Linked DNA regions of Triticum aestivum: region 2 is linked to region 1. The links are chromatin contacts, called in public Hi-C maps. All regions are on one chromosome and are shown on one strand. Each heading gives the region's core, a stretch centred on a gene start, on an enhancer-like site or on the middle of the called end of the contact. The rest is flanking DNA. Distances are from core to core; before and after follow the strand shown.

Region 1 (4,252 bases), core at 632-3,131:
CAGAGAACGATCCTTACCGAGGAATCCCGGCTGGAGAGCACATGCGAGGGTCATTACCTCCCCTTAAAACCAAAGCGCTTTGCAAAGGTGTGAGGACTTCTGCTTTCTGCTGTTAACCTCCTAATCTGATATAATATATTTATCTTCTTTCAAGTATCTATTACGGTATTAACATCTAATGAATGTAAACAGGTTTGTAAACAAATTAAAAACCATAGCTCCTACATTGATACTACAACTTTGGGGGTGTCTTGAATTCTGTGTGAACCATTGCTTTCATTCAAATCATTAAGCTATTAATTATTTGATTCGTCAATCATCTTTTGAGTGTCTATTGTGGTATTACCATTTAATGGTTTTGAAGCAAATTACAAGTGCAGATCTTCTTTGTGGTCTTCAATTCTGTGGGAACCAATACTTACATATCCAACTTAACTCAAACTGAACAAAAGAGGTTTGCTTGGTTATAAAACCCAGTGGACCTCTTCTCTCCCAACCCAATGCCAACTCACACCCTCGTCACTCTAGCGCAGCCTCCAATCTCCTGAACGAACAAACATGGCATGAACGATCAAACCCTAGCCGGTCGGCTACTACAACATTCTCCTTAGGAAACGCATTACTCAGCCTAGACCGAGTGATACATGGTTTGTTGTGGCTGGCTAGCTAACGTTCGATGGAAAAGAGCACTAGAAAACATCAAAGCACTAGTCATTTTGTCTAATTGGGCCATGCAGCCAGCTACTTGGGCCTTAGCCAGCACCCAGCGACGCACACTGGTCAGCCCCACTGCCCAACCACCAGTGCCGCACCAGGCCAGTGCGCCACGAACCGATTGAGCCAGGCAGCCAGCCCCTCAAAAAAAAAAAGCCAGCCCCAGAAAGCAACTCACGCCACGAACCAAAGGGGAAGCGGCTAGCAGAAGCAAAGGGGCAGAGTTATATTTTTCTGAATTTTAGTAGCATTTCAAAATAGCTTGCAGTCTGCAGTGTAGTGATTGGTGGCATTTTAATGTTGTGAATCGCATGTTCCACAAAACAATTTAGGGATTAGTGTAGGCACTGTTAGTGTGTATGGAGACTACTTTGAATCTGCATCGATTTTTTTTGTTTTAGAGTCCGCCCCACCTCAAAAATAAAATATCGTCCTCCGCCATTGGACACAGGGGCATAGTCTTATACACTAGTATATGTAACATCTAATCTTATTCTGTAAATGTTTGTGCCAAACCGAAATAACAAGAGCTGGAAACATAGAAAATGCACCTTACACAAGATCGCTAAAGCTGGAAACGTGGAAAATGCACCTTACATTTTCCATATGATGGCTTGCCATAACCCATAAGCATTGTGATAATATGAAAGCAAGCGTTCAAAAGCGGAGTCACAATCTCAAATCTACCAAGTTCTTCATCCTACAGCAAAACCTAGCGTTCAAAGGGGGATTTTACTCCCACTTTGGCGTAGTAACCAACCCAGTTGCTGCCCAAATTCAGCGGCCATGGTAAGAAAGAGAGGACAAGGAGCTCACCATGGCTAAGGAGGGCCGTCGGGTAGCGGGGGGGCAGCCACCGACAGAGAGGGCCGCCGCCCGCGTAGATCTGCCGGGGGCCGTGGGAACGCGCAAGGAAGCCGCGTTGACCGTGGATCTGGTCCTGAGGGAGGACGGGGTGGCCGGGCGTCGTCGTCGGAGGGAGGTGGCCGTCGCTGGAGAGTCGGCTGAGGGACGCGGAGCTAGAGGGGAAGCAGGGAGGCGTCGCCGACCGGGAGAAGGCGCGGCCACACGGGGAGGCGCTCGGACAGGGCAAGCTCCCAAGTTCTACCGGGGGCTAGTGTTGGCGCTGACACATGTTTTTTCCGGAGATGGTCAGCGGCTCCCAACTGATCGAGAGAATAAATTAGCTCCCCCCACGAACAATATCACACTTTAGATTTAGTTTACGGTTTTTTAACACTAGATTTATGCTGTGTGTTTTTCTAGATGAGATCTATGCTGTGTTGACTTGTACTAGCTGCTATGTGTGATTAGTCAAACAGAAGAAGTAGACAAAAGGTCAAAGAAAATCAAATTGTTTGAGCTTCTACCAGGGGAAATAAGCGGTAACCAAAAAGAAGTCGAAACTTTTGGCTAGATTATTTCTGAACCCCATTTCACGCTTCTGGCGATGTTTGTTCGGTGGGAGGAGACGTTTCCGTCGACTATGAAGGCGTCTGTGATGACTTCGAAGATATCAAAATATTTTGTCGGTTCAGTCTCTCGGAGGTGTTCATAAAGATAGGAGTATGCATGCATGCGTTCATAGGGGTGTATGTATACGTGTATGTATGAATGTCTATCTCTATATTGTGTTCAAAAAAGATTCTAATTAAGTGATACCCGCCACCCTTTTCCTGATTCGGGATCCATTTTATGCTCAAAATACCACAACACCCTTCACCTCGACCTAGCTTGTCGCTACTCTCCTTGCTCCTTTGTTTTCTCTGTTCGCTACTAGATGAACCATTACGCCCATGACGCAAAACCAAATATAGCTGAGAAAGAAGGATAATGTGACCCATTGGGCCGATGCAGTCATGGTCGGTCCTCGGAGCAACGGCTTAGGAGCCAGAGAATGGTTTGCCTGGAGGTGCGTCCTGGGCACCGTGCTATTGCTTTGGATATTTCTTGTGTAGGGACGGGGCCGCAGAGCCCAGGCAGGTCCTTTGTAGAGCGTTGTTTCGAGCAAGGATGTCGATTCAATTTCGGGTACATCGGGTAGATTTTTGTGTAGGGCAACTATATGGATTATAAAGGTAGCATATATTTACACATTATACTAATGCTTTCTTATTGACCTTTCATGGACTCCACCATCCTGTAGAAGATCTTGCAAGTGACTAGTTCCCCCTCCTTCTTGTCCTCGACGACTGGCGGAGCTAGGAAGAAAGTCTAGGGGGGCAAATGGTAAAACTGGCAGACCTGAGGGGGCCAAATACTAAATTTATACTCATCTAAACCCTCTAAAAAAATTCCTTCACACTTTTTGCTTAGGCTGAGGGGGGCACAGCACCCCCAGGAGCACACATAGCTCCGCCACTGTCCTCGACGTTGCTGATGTGGTACTGATGCAGCACCAGTATCTTCTTCAAACACGTCTGTCGGTCATTGGCCTTCAACGCTAGGTTCTTGACAGTCTTTTGTGATGTTGTTTGCACACTATGGTCATGTGTATCTTGTGAGGCTTTATGGTTCCATTTTTGTACATGTTAGAAGGACGAAAGAAGAAACACTTGCTGATACGTCCCAAGCATATATATATATATTTTTTGATTGTTTTATGTTATTATATTATCACTTTTGAATATTTTTATAACATTTTATATTATTTTTCCGGACTAATTTACTAATTAAGTGCCCAGAGTGGTCCTTATTTTTTGCATGTTTTTGACTTCTTAGAAAATCAATATCTACATATGTCAAAAAATCATCAGGATTTAATATGATTTTTTTTCCACGGCACTAGGAGTCCTGAAAGTGTCGAGACCTGTCAGGGGTAGACACGGGTGATGTCTACTACACAACCTTCTTCTTGTAGACGTTGTTGGGCCTCCAAGTGCAGAGGTTTATAGGACAGTAGCAAATTTTCCTCAAGTGAATGACCTAAGGTTTATCAATCCATAGGAGGCGTAGGATGAAGATGGTCTCTCTCAAGCAACCCTGCAACCAAATAACAAAAAGTCTCTTGTGTCCCCAACACACCCAATACAATGGTAAATTGTATAGGTGCACTAGTTTGGCGAAGAGATGGTGATACAAGTGGTATATGGATGGTAGATAAAGGTTTTTGTAATCTGAAAATATAAAAACAGCAAGGTAACTAATGATAAAAGTGAGCACAAACGGTATTGCAATGCTAGGAAACAAGGCCTAGGGTTCATACTTTCACTAGTGCAAGTCCTCTCAACAATAATAACACAATTGGATCATATAACTATCCCTCAACATGCAACAAAGAGTCACTCCAAAGTCACTAATAACGGAGAACAAACGAAAAGATTATGGTAGGGTACGAAACCACCTCAAAGTTATTCTTTCCCATCAATCCGTTGGGCTATTCCTATAAGTGTCACAAACAGCCCTAGAGTTCATACTAGAATAACACCTTAAGACACAAATCAACCAAAACCCTAATGTCACCTAGATACTCCAATGTCACCTCAAGTATCCGTGGGTATGATTATACGATATGCATCACACAATCTCAGATTCATCT
Region 2 (4,252 bases), core at 552-3,051, 260 kb after region 1:
ACAACCAGCACGTAAAGCAAATCAAATGAATATTGCATCTTCAGACGGAGACCAAGGAGGTAATAATGGCAAGAAATGTATGTGTTGCTTACCTCTCTAGCCCTAGATCCTTCATCTCCTGAGAGAAAGAAGCCGAGTCATCGTCGGGTCGCCTTCTCGAGTCGAAGGCCAGCTTGATCTCCGCCTCGATGTCCAGCACGGCGTTCTTGTGCTGCTCCGAAGAATCCGAGGATCCAGCTGACTCTTTCCCTATGGTGTCACCCAACTGAAATGGCTTCTCCAGCACGACACCCTGCCTTTGCCCGTTCACATACGCTGCGATCATGCATGGATATGTCATGCAACACAACCGTTGGAAACCCCTCCAAAGGGAAAATTCTAAGTAAACATCGCTTTCACGCGGAGAGGATTCATTTGGCAGATGGCATGAGCCTGACCTGTCGACACTTGCAGGAAGAGCTTCAGCCTTCGAAACCGATGCGCGAAGCTCATTATCCGGAACGGCCCCACGGTGTTGATGTCCATGGCAACATCATACCTGGTTGAATATTCAGATGTAAATTTCTTTTGGTCACGATGGAGTCACTGAATCTTGGAGCAGTGCAAACAGCTAGCTAGAAGACAAGTAGACGTATTATAGAAGGACGAACCTCTCGTCGAAGGTGGTGTTGGCGGCGGAGTTGACGATGATGTCCACCCGCTCCGCGATCTCATCGGCCAGCTCGGGGGCAATGCCGATGTTGGCCTCCCGGACGTCGCCAACTACGGGGACAAGCTTCCTGGTTATGAATCCGTGGTAGTCGTCCCCGTGGATCTCCTGCAGGCGCTTGAACAGCTCCGTGTCTACCACCTGCATGAATGAAAAATGGAAAAGAATATCATCGTTTGGATGAAGAACAAGAACTGGTAGGGTTAGGGTATTCTAGTCATCGTACCTCATTTTGCAGTCTCTGCAGTGCCGTCTCGCTGTCCTTGGCCTTGATCAGCACGTACATCTTGCCCACGTCAGGGTTCGTCCTCAAGATTTTCTCGATCAGAACTGACACGGCAGATAAATAAATTCGAAACGAAATCGAGCACGAAAAATCAGGTGGAGGCAGAGAAAACTATGAAGGTGGCGACATAAACGTACCTTTTGCTAGGAAGCCGGTCCCGCCGGTGATGAGGAAGTTCTTGCCGCCAAGGAACTCCTGGATCCCGAGCCCGTCAGCGCGATCGTGATCACCACCCGCCTCCCGCGCCGAACCGGGCCCGGAGCTCTTGCCGTGCACCGGCAAGGAAGGCGGCCGCGACCCGCCCGAGGAGCCGCCCAGGTACCCGTTGGCGATGCCGCACGACACGCCACCGTCAGCCGCGGTGCGCCTCCTCGACGACGACGACGACGACAATGCAACCACGCTCCTCCCGTGGCCGCCGGCGCCACCGGCGGTGGCGAAGCCCGGGCGCCTCGCGGCCGCGACGGCGCGGGAGAGGTTCACGCACGAGCTCCCCATGGCGCCAAGGAGGGTCAGGTACGGGCTAGGTACGCGCAGAGGGTAAATCGATCGATGCCGCTGCCGCGGTGTAGAGCCGGAGGAGATGGCGAGTAGGTGGCCGGTGCGCCGGGTTAGAAACCAGCTACTTCCTGCCTGCTAATCACCAGGCGAGTAAGTCACCTACAAGGCTCTGTGATGGTGGAGCTGATCGGCAGGGGCCGGGGTGGAGGGAGGCTGCGAAGAAGTTGCATGCATGGGGCTCGAGCAGGGGGCTAGCTATCGACCGAAATGATCTTTTTTGCCGCCGGCCGGGCAGACAAATATGGCGCGCCGGCAATTTATACCGCCGTGCCGTGGGAAGAACACGGAAAGAGTCTGGCCCCCGAGGTCTTTTGCCTAACTCGTGCGCGCTCGCCTTGGGCAGGGCAGGGCAGGGCGCGCATGCAAAGTTCGTGCGCGCATGCTCTTCTTGGAAAACCTACTGTAGCGTAGCATCCGTGCAAATAAGTGCAGCCCGAGCTACTGTAGCCTGTTGCCGGCGGAATGAATGGGCCACTTAAGGAGAAAATGAAATGGCGTCAACCTCGTCCGGCCCCATCAACGTACATGCCAATGCCGTTAGAAACACATCGGGAAAACCAAGGAGGAACTGAAGTGACATGTGTGGGTGTTTTTATTTGAAACCATTTGGGTAAAACCTATAAGGGAAAAATGGTGCAATATTAAGAATATGGTGTGGGATCATGAAAGTGTTATAAAGCGGCGAGATTATGGGGGGACTTGGTTTGCAAAATCTTTCCATGTTTTTTCTTTTTGTAACTCACCGTGGTAAATAATTTAGGAACATTGTGTTCTTAAATATTGTTCTTTATGTAACTTGTTTGCATTTCAGCAATACAAGCAACATTATCTTCATAGATAGTTATGGGTGATTCCAAGTTTCCAACAAACCAATACCACTTGAACCCTTTATCGGAAAAAATACCACTTGAACCTTCAATAAGGTTTACCATTCTCCGATGTCATGCACATTCTCGTGAAATATTATTACAGTCAAAAGAAATATTTAGAATTGCGTGAATTTTTATGAAGTTGATCGGCATCTGATTAAATAACCGATTTTTAAAAGAAGTTTCGTAAATTTCATGAAACAAAACTAAAAAATGGAAATATATGAGAAATTTTGTGTTTATTAAAATAATTAAAATTGTATTCAATAATAGGAAAGCTTGAATAAAATTATGTATTCTTTGAAGAAATGTCTGAACTAATGGAAGATTCATGGGAAAATATTTAAACCCCTTCCTAAGAAAAGTAATTTGATTTTTTTCTAGACAATAGCACAAACTAAACTTGTTCAAACATTATTTGAAATTTAGCCTAGCCTTGGAATAGGCAGTGAAAAACGAGAGAGATAGAGCCTAGCCTTGGAATAGGCGATGAAAAACATGAGAGACAGAAGAAGCGATCACATGGGAAATTTCTACGCCAATTAGGTTAAATACAAAATGGCAGAAAATAATCTAGTGTATGAATGCACCCCATTCATGTGTAGCTGTACCTACGAAGTTTGCGACATGTTATTGGTGCAGAGGATTCCACTAGCTAATGGAGACCAAGAAATGCCTTTTAAGAATGGTCAAATGTATCAGACTAAGTAAACATGCTTTTAGGGCAAAGATACATGCATCGAGATGGAGCATACCCTTTTAGGTCAAAGATACATGCATTGAGATGGAGCATAATGCAGAAAGTTATAGTGCACATGGGTGTAGCTAGGGGATGAACAAGGTGGTCCATGGATCATCCTAGAAATTTCTCGAAGCCTATATATGACACATATTTTTTTTAAATTTATATTAGTATTTGCAGTGTTGGTCCACACTGACCCCTTGGGTTGGCTATATCCCTAATGGTGCCATTTGTCGCCGGAGGTGAACTCCAAAGTGGTCATACATTGTCGGCAAACATGGCAACTCGGATGCATATGGGCAATAACCCGTGGAGCATATTTATCATGGGCAATGAAACATGTCTACCTCCTAGTAGAATAGGAGGAGATTCTCGGGGCTCAAGAGCTTTGTTGCTCTGTTGTCTTGGCCTGTTTCCGCAGCTAGCACGAGGAGGATGAGGCGCCAAAAGCAAGAAGGGAGCAAAGGCGCCTCTTGGTGCGCCAAGCCGACAACCATCGCCTTATACGGAGATGTGCATGACAACCATCACAAACTTTATTTTTTGAAGTCGCTATTAGTCCTTTGCAGCTGTGGAGATTCGAGTCAACTAATTTGCCTTTTGACAGTTAGTATTTTCATGGATGTTCATGGTGACACGGTTGTGTTTATTGTAAGGTTCTAGTTTAAATGATGGCATGGCTTAATGTGGTTTCCAGTAGGTTTTAATTGAAAATAAAGTGAGATGACAATATTACATCAAAACAACTAATCTGATGGTATAAGTCACTATCATCATCAATAACGGATTGACTCTTTAAATTACGTCGGTGTCATTGCTTTTCTAGAATACACAGAAACATGCCGCATCATATATTAGAATGGGAAATTCTTAGAAAGCTAGCCTCATTGACATGTTTAGTACATCAACTCAATGCACTCAATACTTGAACCAACCTCCCTAAAGGAAATTAATTATACTGGAATGCTCCACTCATTTGACACCCTGGTGAAGGGCTCGTAGTCTCCGAAAAATTCATGCGTGATGCCACGTTCTACTATCTTGAACCACCTTGCTAATAACCATCACCTCTAATGGCGAAGCAC

The links. A called contact is a pair of places that touch in the nucleus more often than the background predicts.
Region 2: a contact with region 1 is called in a Hi-C map of leaf, with 4 times the contacts expected there. The contact joins the promoter of LOC123084801 here to the promoter of LOC123084800 in region 1. A contact is called at or near these places in 3 of 5 Hi-C or Micro-C datasets (all in leaf).

The regions. Positions count from the first base shown.
Region 1 is chr4A:13,689,132-13,693,383 of IWGSC CS RefSeq v2.1, forward strand. It overlaps LOC123084800 (F-box/kelch-repeat protein At1g55270), which reads right to left and starts at 1,882. Exons shown (of 2, transcript XM_044506312.1): 1 at 1,531-1,882. The coding sequence starts at 1,533.
Region 2 is chr4A:13,945,585-13,949,836 of IWGSC CS RefSeq v2.1, forward strand. LOC123084801 (fatty acyl-CoA reductase 2, chloroplastic) reads right to left here and starts at 1,802. Exons shown (of 9, transcript XM_044506313.1): 1 at 1,133-1,802; 2 at 936-1,039; 3 at 651-850; 4 at 438-538; 5 at 93-315. The coding sequence starts at 1,493.